Linked DNA regions of Gossypium hirsutum: region 1 is linked to region 2. The links are chromatin contacts, called in public Hi-C maps. All regions are on one chromosome and are shown on one strand. Each heading gives the region's core, a stretch centred on a gene start, on an enhancer-like site or on the middle of the called end of the contact. The rest is flanking DNA. Distances are from core to core; before and after follow the strand shown. Region 1 has its middle 9.1 kb from the start of LOC107901069. Region 2 has its middle 14 kb from the start of LOC107901071.

Region 1 (6,713 bases), core at 2,085-4,584, 33 kb after region 2:
AGATAAAGTGTTATAAGGACCCCATAAATCACAATGTATTAATTCAAAAATATCAACTGCACGATGTTCACTTAAAGAAAAAAACTTCTCTAGTTTGTTTTGCTCGAAGGCACACATCACAACATTTATTCAAAATCTCATCCCTACTATCTCTATCTACCTTCGAAACAAGTTTCGTCATCTGCATAGATGGATGACCTAACCGCTTGTGCCACATTTCTAACGAGTTACCAGTGGTCACCCTCATTGCCTTGATCCTTGGAATTTCTCGAAAGTAGTAGAGTCCATCCCTTTGTTCACCCGTTCTAATCAGCATACTCGAGGTACGGTCCTGTATAACACATAATTTTTCAGTGAACTATATAAAGCAAGAATCATTTTTCATAAGTTGTGACACAGAGATAAGATTGCATGCCAAATTCGGCACAAATAGAACATTTCGCAACAATAAATCTCCTCCAATAGCAACAGATCCTTCCAAAGTAGCCACAAATTCACTCCCATCCTGTAACCCAACGGGAAAATTAGGAATTTTATGAATATTATGTAAAAATTTTAGATTACCCGTCATATGATTTGACGTTCCTGTGTCAATAATCCAAGACAATTTCTTACCCGTCATCTTCTCAATCGTAGTTAATCTCATACCCTTTAAGGTTTGGAGCAAAACTTGCCACTGTTCATTGCTAAGCCCAGGCAAAGTGTTTGCTTCAAATCATCAGTGTTATCATTTGAAGACGATACTCCCCCTGTGTGGGTCCGGACAACATTAGCTCGCTGCCCCCCTCGTCCTCGACTGTTTGATTGACGTTGGCCTAAATTCTTGCCACGGCTTCCACCCTTCATAGTTCCTCGGGGTCGATCTCCCCACCATTCAAGATAACCAATAATAGCAAAACAATTATCAATATCATGTCTAGGTTGTTTGCAATGAGAACAAACCCCCCCATTTCTCCTTACTTTCTCCATGACCTCGACTTTGCACTACCATAGCCATCACATCGGAGCGATCTTCCATCTCACGAGATATGGTTTTCACTCGTTCTTCTTGAATAACCATCGAATAAGCCTTGCTCAAGGATGGCAACGGATCGTTAGCCAAGATGCTAGATCTAACCGTGCTATATGTCCCATCCAATCCCATCAGGAAGTGGTGAACTTTTTCCTCTTCTTGTCGCTTTTCCAACTCGGCTGATAATTGACAAGTACAATTCTAACCGTGCTATATGTCCCATCCAATCCCATCAAGAAGTGGTGAACTTTTTCCTCTTCTCGTCACTTTTCCAACTCGGCTGATAATTGACAAGTACAATTCCCGCATTTACAAGTCAGCAATTGATCAAAAATCGCCAATTCATCCCATATCAGTTTCAATTTTCCAAAATAATTGACAATAGTTAATCCTTTTTGCTTGCATTCTACAAGATCAGATCTGAGTTGTTGGATTCTTGGACCATTGGCCATTGAAAATCTCTCTCGAATATCATCCCACAAATCCTTAGCCACCTCGACATGAGATATGGTGGATCGAAGAGTTGGTTCAATGGTATTCCGAATCCACGAAACTAGCAATGAGTTAATGGTCCACCAATCTTCAATGTCGTCTGATGTATCATCTGGTTTTTTAAGCGATCCGTCAATAAATCTGAACTTCTTCCTAGCACGCAACGCCGTTCGGAAAGAACGAGCCCATTCTTCATAGTTTTCCCCTTTCAATTGTACTTGAGTGATTGCAAGTCCAGGATTATCAAGCGAGGTTATACCTTACGGAGAAATCATTTTTCGCACAATCGCCCCTTCGTCGAATTTGTGACCGGAATCACCTTTCCCACCAACCATTAGCAAAACTTTACACGTTCAAAACCTGCTCTGATACCATGAAAAAATAACAAGAATTGTGGGAATTTCCTCTGTGTTTCATTCTTCCCAAAATCAAGAACATATATACACAGTAAAATACAAAGATAGAAACCAAAATATTATCTCCTAAACTTTAGCATCTAATCTCCTAATTAAACCAAAATATTATCTCCTAAACTTTAGCATCTAATCTCCTAATTAAAAGAAAATAGATATACACAAAAACTACCATACATATTTACAAAATTAATTCCAATATCTAATTTGTAATAAATATATTAATAGTTTAGTTTTTTTAAGCATAGAATAAAAATATTACTAATAAAATAACTAATTTAATCAAAGATGTAAAAGAATTAAGATAAAAGTAATAAATAATGTATAATTAAAAATGTTATCAGATTTATTGCACTAAATTTATTAAGAATTTTTTTTTGAGAGGTTAAATATATTTTAAAATTTTTAAATAATAGAATAATATTTTTTTGGGTGAAATAAAAAATAGAATAATTTAAAAGTCCTAAAAACTAAGATGCAAATTTTATAAAAAAAAAGTTTTTTACAAAAAATCCCATAATTTAAAAGAAAATTGAGGCGGGGTTGGGTCTGTCTCCCCCAACTATTCTCCTAAGTTTTAGATAAAGGAATAAAATTCTCCAAACACTAATTTACCTAATCACAATAATCTTGAAAATTCCAGATTTTACTTAAAAAGTATTGAACTCGATTGATAAGTTGCTAGATTCATGAAATAGAAAAATGGGTAGCTATGAACTATGATCTATGATCTACATTCTCATATCTTACCTACTTTACGAATTTAGAAAATGAAGTGAAATAAAGAAGAAAATTTTCAAGCACACCTTTCTCTCAATAAATAACTAAAACTATATAAATTTATTTAAGTATACATCATTTGTGGCTAAAATTCCCTGCATGTTTTGTCATCAACCTTTTATTCTCCACTATCAACTTACGGGTTTAACAGTATGTAAGTTTTTATTTCTATACAATTCCTATCTTTTATCCTCCTATTTAAATGTTGAAGAGGAATATGGGTAATTCTAACTTTAAAAGCATTTTTTAGTTTTTCTTTTATAATGTACAATTAAAATTAAAATTATTTCAGATTGAATTTTTAAAATTCAAAATCATAGCTAATTTCCAATTCTGTATCACTTTTCCAACTTTATTAATTTTCTGAAAGTGTAAGTCTTTACTCTGTTAAATGCACAACCTAAGCTTTAATCCCCTTTTACTACTACTACTACTTTTTTTTTTAATTTTTGTCTTCATTAAGCTTTTAGGGTGCCATAATTTGGGTTGTTTTCAGAACTTTCATAGAGCCCTGATGCAGGATAGCCATTTGTTTGCATCCACAAACAAGCCCATAGGAGTCTCCATCTACTCAAAGCTGGTTTACCATCACAAGTACTTTCTTTTGCAACTTGGATTACTTTGGACCCAATAAATTACCTTGGACCAAAGCATTAAATATTTCTCTTCTTTGGACTGAATCTGGATCAGCACAACCCATGTATTGACCTGCTCCCCCCTCTTAATGCTAATATTACACTTCTCTAATCCACTTTTTAACTGTAACATCAATAAAGAATTAGCACTAATATGCTTTGGATTCAAATTTTATAATATAATTATTTTCCTAAAACAAAAGAATTTTTGATAATTTTATATTTGAGTTGAGACTCAATTGATTTGTGATAACAATTTAAATAATAATATATACAAATACAATTATGAAAAGAAATACTTTAAAATGAAATTAATCCAATCAAATAAAATATACGAGTAAAAGTTAATTTTGTGTGAGTTTTAAGTCTGTTGGTATCACATCCAAATGTTTAATTCTATTAAATCTTTTCTCTCACCTTAATGCATTTTTTTTTTGAAGTTTTACCAATTTCAATATAATCAATCATTATAAGTACTAAATTAAATAACTAGCTCAACTCCAATTAATTAATTAACCTCGAGTTGAAATCATAAAATTTCTAGGATTTCAATCTTATCATTGAGTCAAGACTTTATTTGCCACCTTGATATAAAATTTGCATGTTTATTTTGATGTAAAAAATTATTAGATAAATTAGGAAAATATGTCGATTTAAAATGAAATTTAAGGAATTGGACCGATTTTTAAAAAAATTAGGAAATAGGTTGATTTTGGGGGTGTTAATGTAAATGTGGTGAAAGCGTGCCCTATTGAACATGTCTTCATTAACGTGGTGGGCCTACAAGGCAAAAGCTCACCCTATAGGCTTGCCATGTCAGCAACTGTCAAGCAGGTAAAATTAGGTTTAAATTAAGGACGTTGGATAAAAAAAAAGGAAATAATATGGTCGTCAAGTCGAAATTTTAAAAAAATCGAGAAAATTGTAATGGTTTTTATCTTGAGAATCCCAAAATAACTTGTCAATTTGAACTTTTTCTTAAATTGTCTCGTCTTTTCCATCAGATGGAAGAGTTTGTGTAAAATGGATGTAGAATCTCGGGCTGAATTTTTCAAAAGCATGGTTATAACAAAAAAACGTTTTTCTTATTTGTGCGTAGTCATGTCCAATCTTTTCCAACATTTTGAAAAACGTTTCATATCTGATGGTAGAGTTTTCCTATAAAATGAAGATGATATGAAGAGGGTTTCCAAATTAAATTTTGAACTGAAGATTTGCATGCAGAGGAGAATATTGTTGATGTTAAAAATTTGAAGTTGTTTTATACGTTTGCTCGAAGAAAGTTCGTAGTTGTTGTAACAAAAGTTGGAATATTGGCCCAACAAACTAATTTATTTCAAGTAAGTAAATAATTACTTCTTGTTATTCCCTTGTTTAAATTTGATTAATAAGTATTTATTTTTTGTATAATATTATCGTATTTATTTTTTATTAAACTTATGAAATAGGTTTTTATGGCAAAGATGAGTAAAAAAATTTTATTTATTATGATGGTCAAATTCATGACATCAACATCGTGGTCATTTTTGTATCTACCCAATCTACAGATTTGGCTTCCAGCAAGAGCATCGAACTAAACGAGCTTTTGTCAAGAGTTAGAATAAAAGTCTCAGATTCAAGCCGGATGAGAATTTAGATATTGAAATATAGATACCTAACGTCAATGAACCCTATAAGATATGATGCATTTGAGCTAAATGGCAATTCGGAATGTTAAGTTAATGCTTAATGCGCATTTCTCAACTAGGAATGTTGTAGTAAAGTTATATGCTCGGTTTTTCGATGTAGAGGAAGGTGGTCTGAGTCCATCAACAGTTCTAATTAATATGTTTTAGAGTTTTGGCTAGGAACAAGAAGCAAAAAATTCAATGAAGAGGTCATACGATAGTTTCACGACATTGTAGCAAAGCTCGTATAATTAATACATTCAGATTAATGATTTTAAAAACATAATTACCTAATTAGATTAATTAATACCTTTCGGCCTATAATTTTACCTAATCAGTAATTTAGACCAATTTATCTTTCAATCTACTTAAACTAAAAGGGACAATTGAATTTTTACACAATAAGGTCTCATTTGCTCTTCATTGTCTAAATTTTGATTTCTAGAGTTGTCAATTCCAAATTTTGATTTCTATTCAATTTAGTCCAATTATTCGGTTTAAGCCCTAAATCTTAAGTTAATTACTCAAACACTTCAATTAACCAATTTCCCAAGAATTTTAGTTCCTATTCATCATAATCAAACAAAGCTCACTCACTTTCTAATTCATTTAAACAATTAAATAAACAAAAAGTAAAGAGGTTTAGAAATTTTTAGTTTAGATTTGTAAAGTCCTTGTTTTGTTGATTGTGATAGAGAGAACAAAAGATCCTTTGTTGGTCGATCTGATTGCAACTTTTAATGAAGAAAAAGCTAATTTGATAGCTATCCAACACTTCTTCTTTTTCTTAATTCGCATAGAATGAATAATTTCTTGAGCTATAAGGATGTTGTCTATTATATTTCGTCTAGCTATAAAAATGACTTAATTAGACGCAATCAACTTCGAAAAGATAGGTTTGAATCGATTGGCGATTAATTTTATCACCAACTTTTAAAGAAAATTACAAAAGCTGATCAGACGAAATTAATTAATAGTGTTCGAACTTTGGCTTTTGGAGATCAAAACCAAAAGCGTCTTGCTAACGTTGTGATCCATGGATCAACCTGAAAAGATACGTCTCACCCATTTGCAAACCGAATGCTCAACCACATGCCATTGATTTGGAAAAAAAAATAGCATGTAAGTCATCCGATCTCAAAGCTTTCTATGGTCCCATATCAAAAAAAGCTTTTCTGGATTTCCCGTTAGAAACTTCCATAACAAGAGAATCAAGAATATAAGAAATCCAATTTAGAATATTTACCTATCAAAGGAAAAGTACCTCGTATCCACGTATCAGAAGAATATAGGTCTTAGAAAAAAGTAAGAGTCATATCTTGTAAGCGGTGCTCATCATAACACTAAGGGTGGGTTTGGATGGGGGGTGTGTTTATCTGCGATTAGTGTAAAAATAGCGGTGGCGGTGAGATTAGATATTGTAGCGATACTGTAGCGTGAGACAAAAGTACGCTAAACGCACCGCACCGTACCCAATCACCCATCCAAACTCACCCTAAGACCCATCATCGATTTTAATAGTTAAAATATGATTCATCTTACTTTTTAGTAAAGTTTTACTACGAAAGTATTTTGTGTTCCTATCTTCTTGGGATAACCAATCGCCTCGAGGCTTTTGCCTTCACAAAAGGTCCTAATCATCTAAAATGCGCTCAAGTTCAGCCCATAGATATAGTTTAAGATCAAAAGGAGAATTTGACCATTTTTTATCAAG
Region 2 (6,817 bases), core at 2,824-5,323:
GCTATTTGATCACTTCCAGATATATGATTAACTTGAAGTTGCTCACTAAGAACCTTAACATGCACAAAATGCAAATCAAGTTCAACATGCTTAACTCGAGCATGTAATCTCCCTCAAGATCCTTGCACACCACATCACCACCATTCGTCAATGAACTTTCAACAGTCAATGCCAGCTCAGATGCACTAGAAGCAAACTGATAAATCCCATTTACCTCATTGCCCCGAAGCAATATTCGACGAGTTGCTAGATCCTTTATAAAGCAACAAGTGGGATAAAACTCAAAATACACATTATTGTCTTTGGCAAATTTCGACACAGATAAGAGATTTTTGTGAATGGTAGGTACATACAATAAATCTTTAAACAAAAAAGAGTGAGATCCATAAGATAAAACAGACTTACCAACATGAGAAATGGGTATTAACAAACCTAGAAGATGAATACGTCTGATTAAGAAGCCCATACTGCTTAAATCCAAATTACCCAGACACTTAAGATCCACACAATCCAAATAAAGGTGAAACAAGTAGCCCATTTTCAGCTAAACACATATATGCAAAAAATAGGCCTATGACTTGTTTGTGAAGTGGGCCGACGAAAAACATAACCCAATTGACTTGACCCATCTGACCCCAAATTAAGGTTAACATTCTCACCCTCATTTTCATCTTACATCGCATCATATCTATGATAGCAATGGTGGGCAACATGCCTAAACTTGTCACATATTTGACATTGTGATCATGTGCCTCCTCTAGATTGCCTACAAGAACCTTTGTAGCCACGACCAGACTAGAACACCTAAGGTTGCGGTGACCAGCGTACGTGGAAAGATCTGACGACGATGATTCATATGATTTGCTGTCCACCTCAAGATTTGTCGAGAACAACACGACTTGTGACAAATGAGCTTACTAATGAGCCTCTACATCTAGAAGAGCCATCAAGATTCCTTGTAAATAAAAATAAACTCTGTTTGTTGTAACGATAGAGACCACATGGTCATATGCCGATGGAAGCCCATTCAAAACAGGCGATTGATGCTCCTGCAAAAACACTAGTTGGCCACACCCTGCAAAGAATCACAAAGGTGTTTAATCCTTTTCAGGTAAGCAGACATTGGCATATCTTTCTTCTTAAAACTGTGAAGTAAATATCTATATCGCATGGATTTGGTGGTGGGTTGACTGCCAAAGATCTGTGTTAGGGTTTCCCAAAGTTCAAAAACCGAAGACGAACAGCCAACCAACTGATTTTGCAGTGAAGCACTAATAGAGGAAAAAAGCAAGGCACAGAGGACGGAATCTTGCTATTCATAGTGGACATAAGCCAGATTTTCAACTGGAACACCATCAGCCCCAACAATTTCTCTCAGCAGCACGATAATCGTTCCATCAATAAAAGATTGCAAGTGATGGGTTTTAAGAACCAACACTACATGTTGTTTCCATGCCAATAAATTACTGTCATCGACTAAAATTGCTATCTTTTGTGATGCAAATGCAAATGGATTAAAAAAAATCTTCCATTTGCAGAATCTCCTATACATGCAGAATACATCAACATAGTAAGTAACAATTACTAAACTCTGATACCCTAATAGAAACAGAGAGCTGAAAGGAATGAATTCCATTGATCTTGATGTGTAAGCTAAAGACTTCTCATACATATATTTGTAGTTACAACAGGTAACAAAACTACCTTGTAACTAAATTCATAACTACTTGTAACTAACAGTAGTTACTCTAATAGAATCTATGTTAAACAGGTGTCTAATGAGAGTTTTAACCACCATTTCATTCAAGTCAATACTTATAATTTAAATTATACCATATAAGATTTGACATATCATCTAACGGTTAAATTAATAAATTTAATAATAAAAAAAATTACTAATATAACATTAATAATTTAAATATATAATTAAAATGTTTAAAGTTTAACTACGTCAAAATATTCTATACAATTAATTCATAATTTTAACTTAAAATTGTTTTATCATTAATGAGAACACAAACCCTCTAACTATGTACTCGTCCACGTGATATATATATATATATATCAAACGTCTGCCAATTCATTTTCAACAAATAAAATCAACTTGACTTTCTTTTTTATTTAATTTATGTTAAATTGAAAATGAAAAGCAGACTGAAAGTATTTAATTATTCATCTCAAATCGCAGCGGTGGCCCAATGAATTTCCATATATGATATATATTAAAATATAAAAGAAAGACTTATACCGCACTTTGACCCTTAAACTTTACTTATTTTCGAATTGGTGCTTAAATATATTAATGTCATTTTATCTCAAAAGTTATCAGTGTTCCAAGAGGGTTAAATTGGTAAAATAATAAATGGAGAAAAGAATTTTAAATACCAAAGTGTGAAAGAAAATATAATATAAAAATAAATATTACTATGCTTTTCATTCCAAAGGAGGAGACAATGTGGCCCAATCATTAACCTTGTAGTAGAATAGTTTATGAGAAGTTGTTCACGATATTCACACTTAAATCAAATCTATTTGCAGTAATTATTGGCGTTGCCCAAACCCTAATAAAAAACAAAAGAAGATTTCGATAGGGGTGCCAATAGCCATATTAATGTAGATTCCATTTGCTTGATTATTTGTTTATGTGATCATTAATAATATTATGTCTTTTGTCTTTTGTCTTTTTTCCTTCCTTGATAATAATTTTTTTCCTGTATATGTTTGTTGGGTTGTGTTAGTGAGTATCATTGGGACAAAACCCACAGCTTAAAAAGTAAAAACCCATCACGTGATGCCTTCCGATTCTCATACCAAACCACCCCTTTCTTCCTTTTTATTGCTTTCCTCGGAACTTTACAGTTATACCTTTGCCTTCACATCCTTGGTAAATATCTTTCCATAAACCTGCCCCACTTTCCACTATTATTTATGTTTTTCTCTTTAAAAATGTTTGATCGATTAAACAGGCTTAAAGCTCAATAATCACATGCCTTGCTACATCTAAATAGTAACAGTCGGGAGCTAAGTAGCGCCCCACTAATTTAAGGAGCAAAGTAACTTTTAGTTCCCTGTATCTTTGTCTAAATAAGACTCACTTGATATAGATGGCAAAGGTTAACAACATGGTCATTGTTGATCCTTCGTGTAGAACGAAAGGATAAACCAAACGGGCTTCCCTCTATCAATTACCATCATTCTGCTAAAACATCTACTTGTTTTCACCATTATAACACACTATTTGTACAAGAAAGACCATCTTGGAATGCCCCACGAGATTTAACATGCAACCCAACTTGTTATTTGAACAAGCATCAGCAATTGCACTAAATAAACATCTACATTTTTTTAATCATTACAATATTGGGAGAGAGAGAAGGGGAATAACAAAGTTTGAACTCATGTCATCTAGGTGTTAGGGAAGAGCTTTAACAACTGCTCTAAATAAGTCTTAGCAGTATAGCCCTTACTCTTCAAAAAAATAAGTTTTATATTTTAATAAGAAGTCCTATAAAAAAATTTAAAATTATATTTTTTAAAAGCCAAAAATTATTTTAAAATTCAAAAGATAAAAATAGATTTGATTTTTTTAAAAGGAAAAATTCGTAAAGGTGAGAAAAAAGGAAGGTCTTATTTACGAGTCTCATTGTTCCAATACAGCATGTATTCCACTATAGTTAAAATATTTTAGAAATTTTGATTCTAAACCTAGTCTAAATTAAGTGATACCATACATGCATATAAATATAATACTCATTTTCATTTACATTAAAGAAAAAGGATATATTCCAAATGGGTATTATGTATGAATGGGGTTTGGGTAGCAATATACGATAGGAAAATAAGACGGGGAGTATAGAATATTCAATCACGTCACTCTATTGTGTTTATGGACCACTATTGACTACACAAACACTAGTTTTTTCTTTAAATTTGGAAAATATATCAACATAATTGTAAGTAAGAATCGGATTTAAATATTTTTTATATACTAAAAGCAGTAAAGCATTATAGCTAGTATATGAAATATATATAGTAATGCAGCAGGATGATTGGACGTGGACGGTCCAAGTTGAACCTGTTGCTGGGGACACTAGGAATTCTTTGGGAGAGAGAGTTGTAGTATTAGATCGTGACGGAGTGGTGTGGCACATGCCAAATTTTGTGTAATTAAAAGCCTACCCCTGTTGGCGGCTTTGGCAACAAACTTTCCAACCCGTGCATGAATAAAGAAAGTTAGATTTGACTTAACCTTAAAATTAATTAATCAATACGCACTAACAATTTTTTAATATAATTAATATTTGTTTTCTAATTTTTCCATATTAATCTTATATAGAATAAGCCAGAATACATGTTTGCACTTTTTAAAATCACTGTTAACCACGAATCCCAAATATGAACTATAAAATAACAACAAAACATATCAAAAATATACAAATACTTTTTAATCATTATTATATAAAAATATTTGATTGAATTTACGTCACAAATTGAATCACATAATCATTAGCCTTATCAAGAACCTAAGTTGTAGCCTATTAATCGGGTATGCATTTACCCAAATATTAATTTGTGTTTGAATCATCATTGTACCAAAATAATTATAACCTTGTAAAATATTACCTTTCCTTTTAAAAATTACAATTATCTTAAGAGTGTGTTTGGTAAACCAAATGTAACATTACACCATGTAATCTCACATTATGGAATAAGATTACAATACTTGGATTTAATCTTACATTCTCAAATAATGTTAAGATGATGGAGGATAGGGTGTAATCTAAATACCACTCATTCCTTAGGTTATCTTAGATTACAAGTAAAATATTAAATTTTAGATCAATTTCCCTTTTATTTTTATTATTTTAATTAATTCCGTCCTTTTTTCTCAAATAAAATTTAAGTCAAGTTTAAAGCCGAAATCTCTCTTTCCTTAAAATTATAATTATTATATTTACTGTAGAGTTTTATTTATTAGTATATTAATTTTATTTATAAATTTATTCCAACATCGTATATTTATTTATTAATCTATAAAGTATAATAAAAAAAATAATCTTACAAAAAAAGTTCTATTAATAATAAGAATTTAATAAAATGTGTTTTTAATTAATCAAATATATCTTAACCAAATAAACTAAATAGAGTAATATAACATAACCTTACATTAATCCCACAATTCTATTATTAGAGGTCCAAAAAGATTTATTTTCTTAAAAGGATTAATCACACCTATAGTTAAGCCCCCGATTAAACTGATGTCACAAGTACAAACTTAGTTGAAAAAAATGGTAAAAATAAAAGTTAAAACCATTAAAACCCACAACCTCATGTGTGACGAAATCTAATATGTATGCCTAGCGTGGATGTATTAAAGAAAACAACGAAGTTGCGTGACATTACTAATTACAGGATGGGAAAGAAAAGATAGAATTGGCGATCAAAATTGATGATTTTGTACCTTTATTTCACAAATCTATAATGATGTAATTTTGGTTTAATTTTAAGACCTGCTAACCTATAGTTTCAATCCACGCAAAACCTTTACTTTTTTATATAAAAATATCAAAAAGCTGTTTCTTTAGTTAGAAAAGGCATATTAATTATTATTTAATAGTATTAAGAGATGGGATATTTCAATTAGTTAAAAGGAATTCATTCAAATTAGAGTAACTTCATTAATTAAAACGATATAATTGAGGTATATTAGAATTTAACTCATTCACAAAATAAATAAAATATGGACAAAAATAGATAGGTTATAATTTTATAGTTATTTTCTTTTTCAAGGTAAATCAATTTTAGATAAAATGAATAGTTGACACAACAATTATATGATGTTTTAATGCTGCATCTGGTTATTAGTCTAATAACATGAGTAAAAAGGTTATTTAATACATATGTTTTAAAATAGTTACATATAAAATAAAAAATAATTAATACAAATTTAAACATACAATTAGAAAGATAAATAAAAATTCTCGTAAAAAATAAATTTTCAAAATAATACTCCAACCTAATGTAGCATATATAATTCATATATATTTTAATTTTGTAATTATATTTGTCTCTTTTTATAATTTCGCCACTTGAAAAGATTTGAAAGAGCGGAGAATTGAAAATTACTCTCCATGCAAGCAAGGGAATCCATACACATATTCTTCTTTCTAAAGATATGCTTGAGTGTCACGGCTTCCAAGTTAGAGAGGAGAGTCCTACAATTGAAAACAAGTGTTGAAAGCAACATGTTAGCACTAGAGGCATTATGATCAATCTTATAATAGCAATTTCAATTTCAACTTCAAGCTTCCACATGTTAAATCTCTTAGCAAGCTCTAAACATCCCTAAGCTCTCATAGTTTCACTTCTAAACTCTTCACATATGGAATGTGCCATTATGATCCAATAAGCCATCTACCGTTCTCATCTCAAATGAGTGCTTTCGCACATGCCCTACTTGGAGTTGCCAAAATTGATCCGTCAGAATTAAGTTTAGCCCACTCTCTAGTCGGCTCTTCCCATCTCATTTCCACACTGGTAGGCATAAGGCATTTACTTTTCTTTGTAGTGATTGCAAAAAACTCACTAACGTGTTCCAAAGTCTGTTGAACCATATTTAAATTTAACAAGGCATACTAGAAGATGATATTGCTACATGTAATCTAGATTTCCTATAAGAAAAACAAATACCAAGTTCTAAGGGATCAGTGGTCGATGATACCAAGCTTTTGAGTGAAGATTTTCAAGCAGCCATGACCTACAATTTCTATCATTAGAAATATGAACATTCTATGTACTACATACCTTGTTCCATCAG

The links. A called contact is a pair of places that touch in the nucleus more often than the background predicts.
Region 1: a contact with region 2 is called in a Hi-C map of leaf, with 2.6 times the contacts expected there. The contact joins two enhancer-like sites. A contact is called at or near these places in 11 of 34 Hi-C or Micro-C datasets (cotyledon, leaf and stem).

What each region holds. Positions count from the first base shown.
Region 1 is chrD06:14,500,542-14,507,254 of Gossypium_hirsutum_v2.1, forward strand. No RefSeq gene overlaps it. Among protein-coding and RNA genes, the nearest start is that of LOC107901069, 9.1 kb to the right of the region's middle. Within about 2 kb of position 3,335, at least 3 of the 9 cell types and tissues checked have an H3K27ac peak or open chromatin away from gene starts, as enhancers often do. A contact at or near this core is called in leaf, where this site is marked.
Region 2 is chrD06:14,466,653-14,473,469 of Gossypium_hirsutum_v2.1, forward strand. No RefSeq gene overlaps it. Among protein-coding and RNA genes, the nearest start is that of LOC107901071, 14 kb to the right of the region's middle. Within about 2 kb of position 4,074, at least 3 of the 9 cell types and tissues checked have an H3K27ac peak or open chromatin away from gene starts, as enhancers often do. A contact at or near this core is called in leaf, where this site is marked.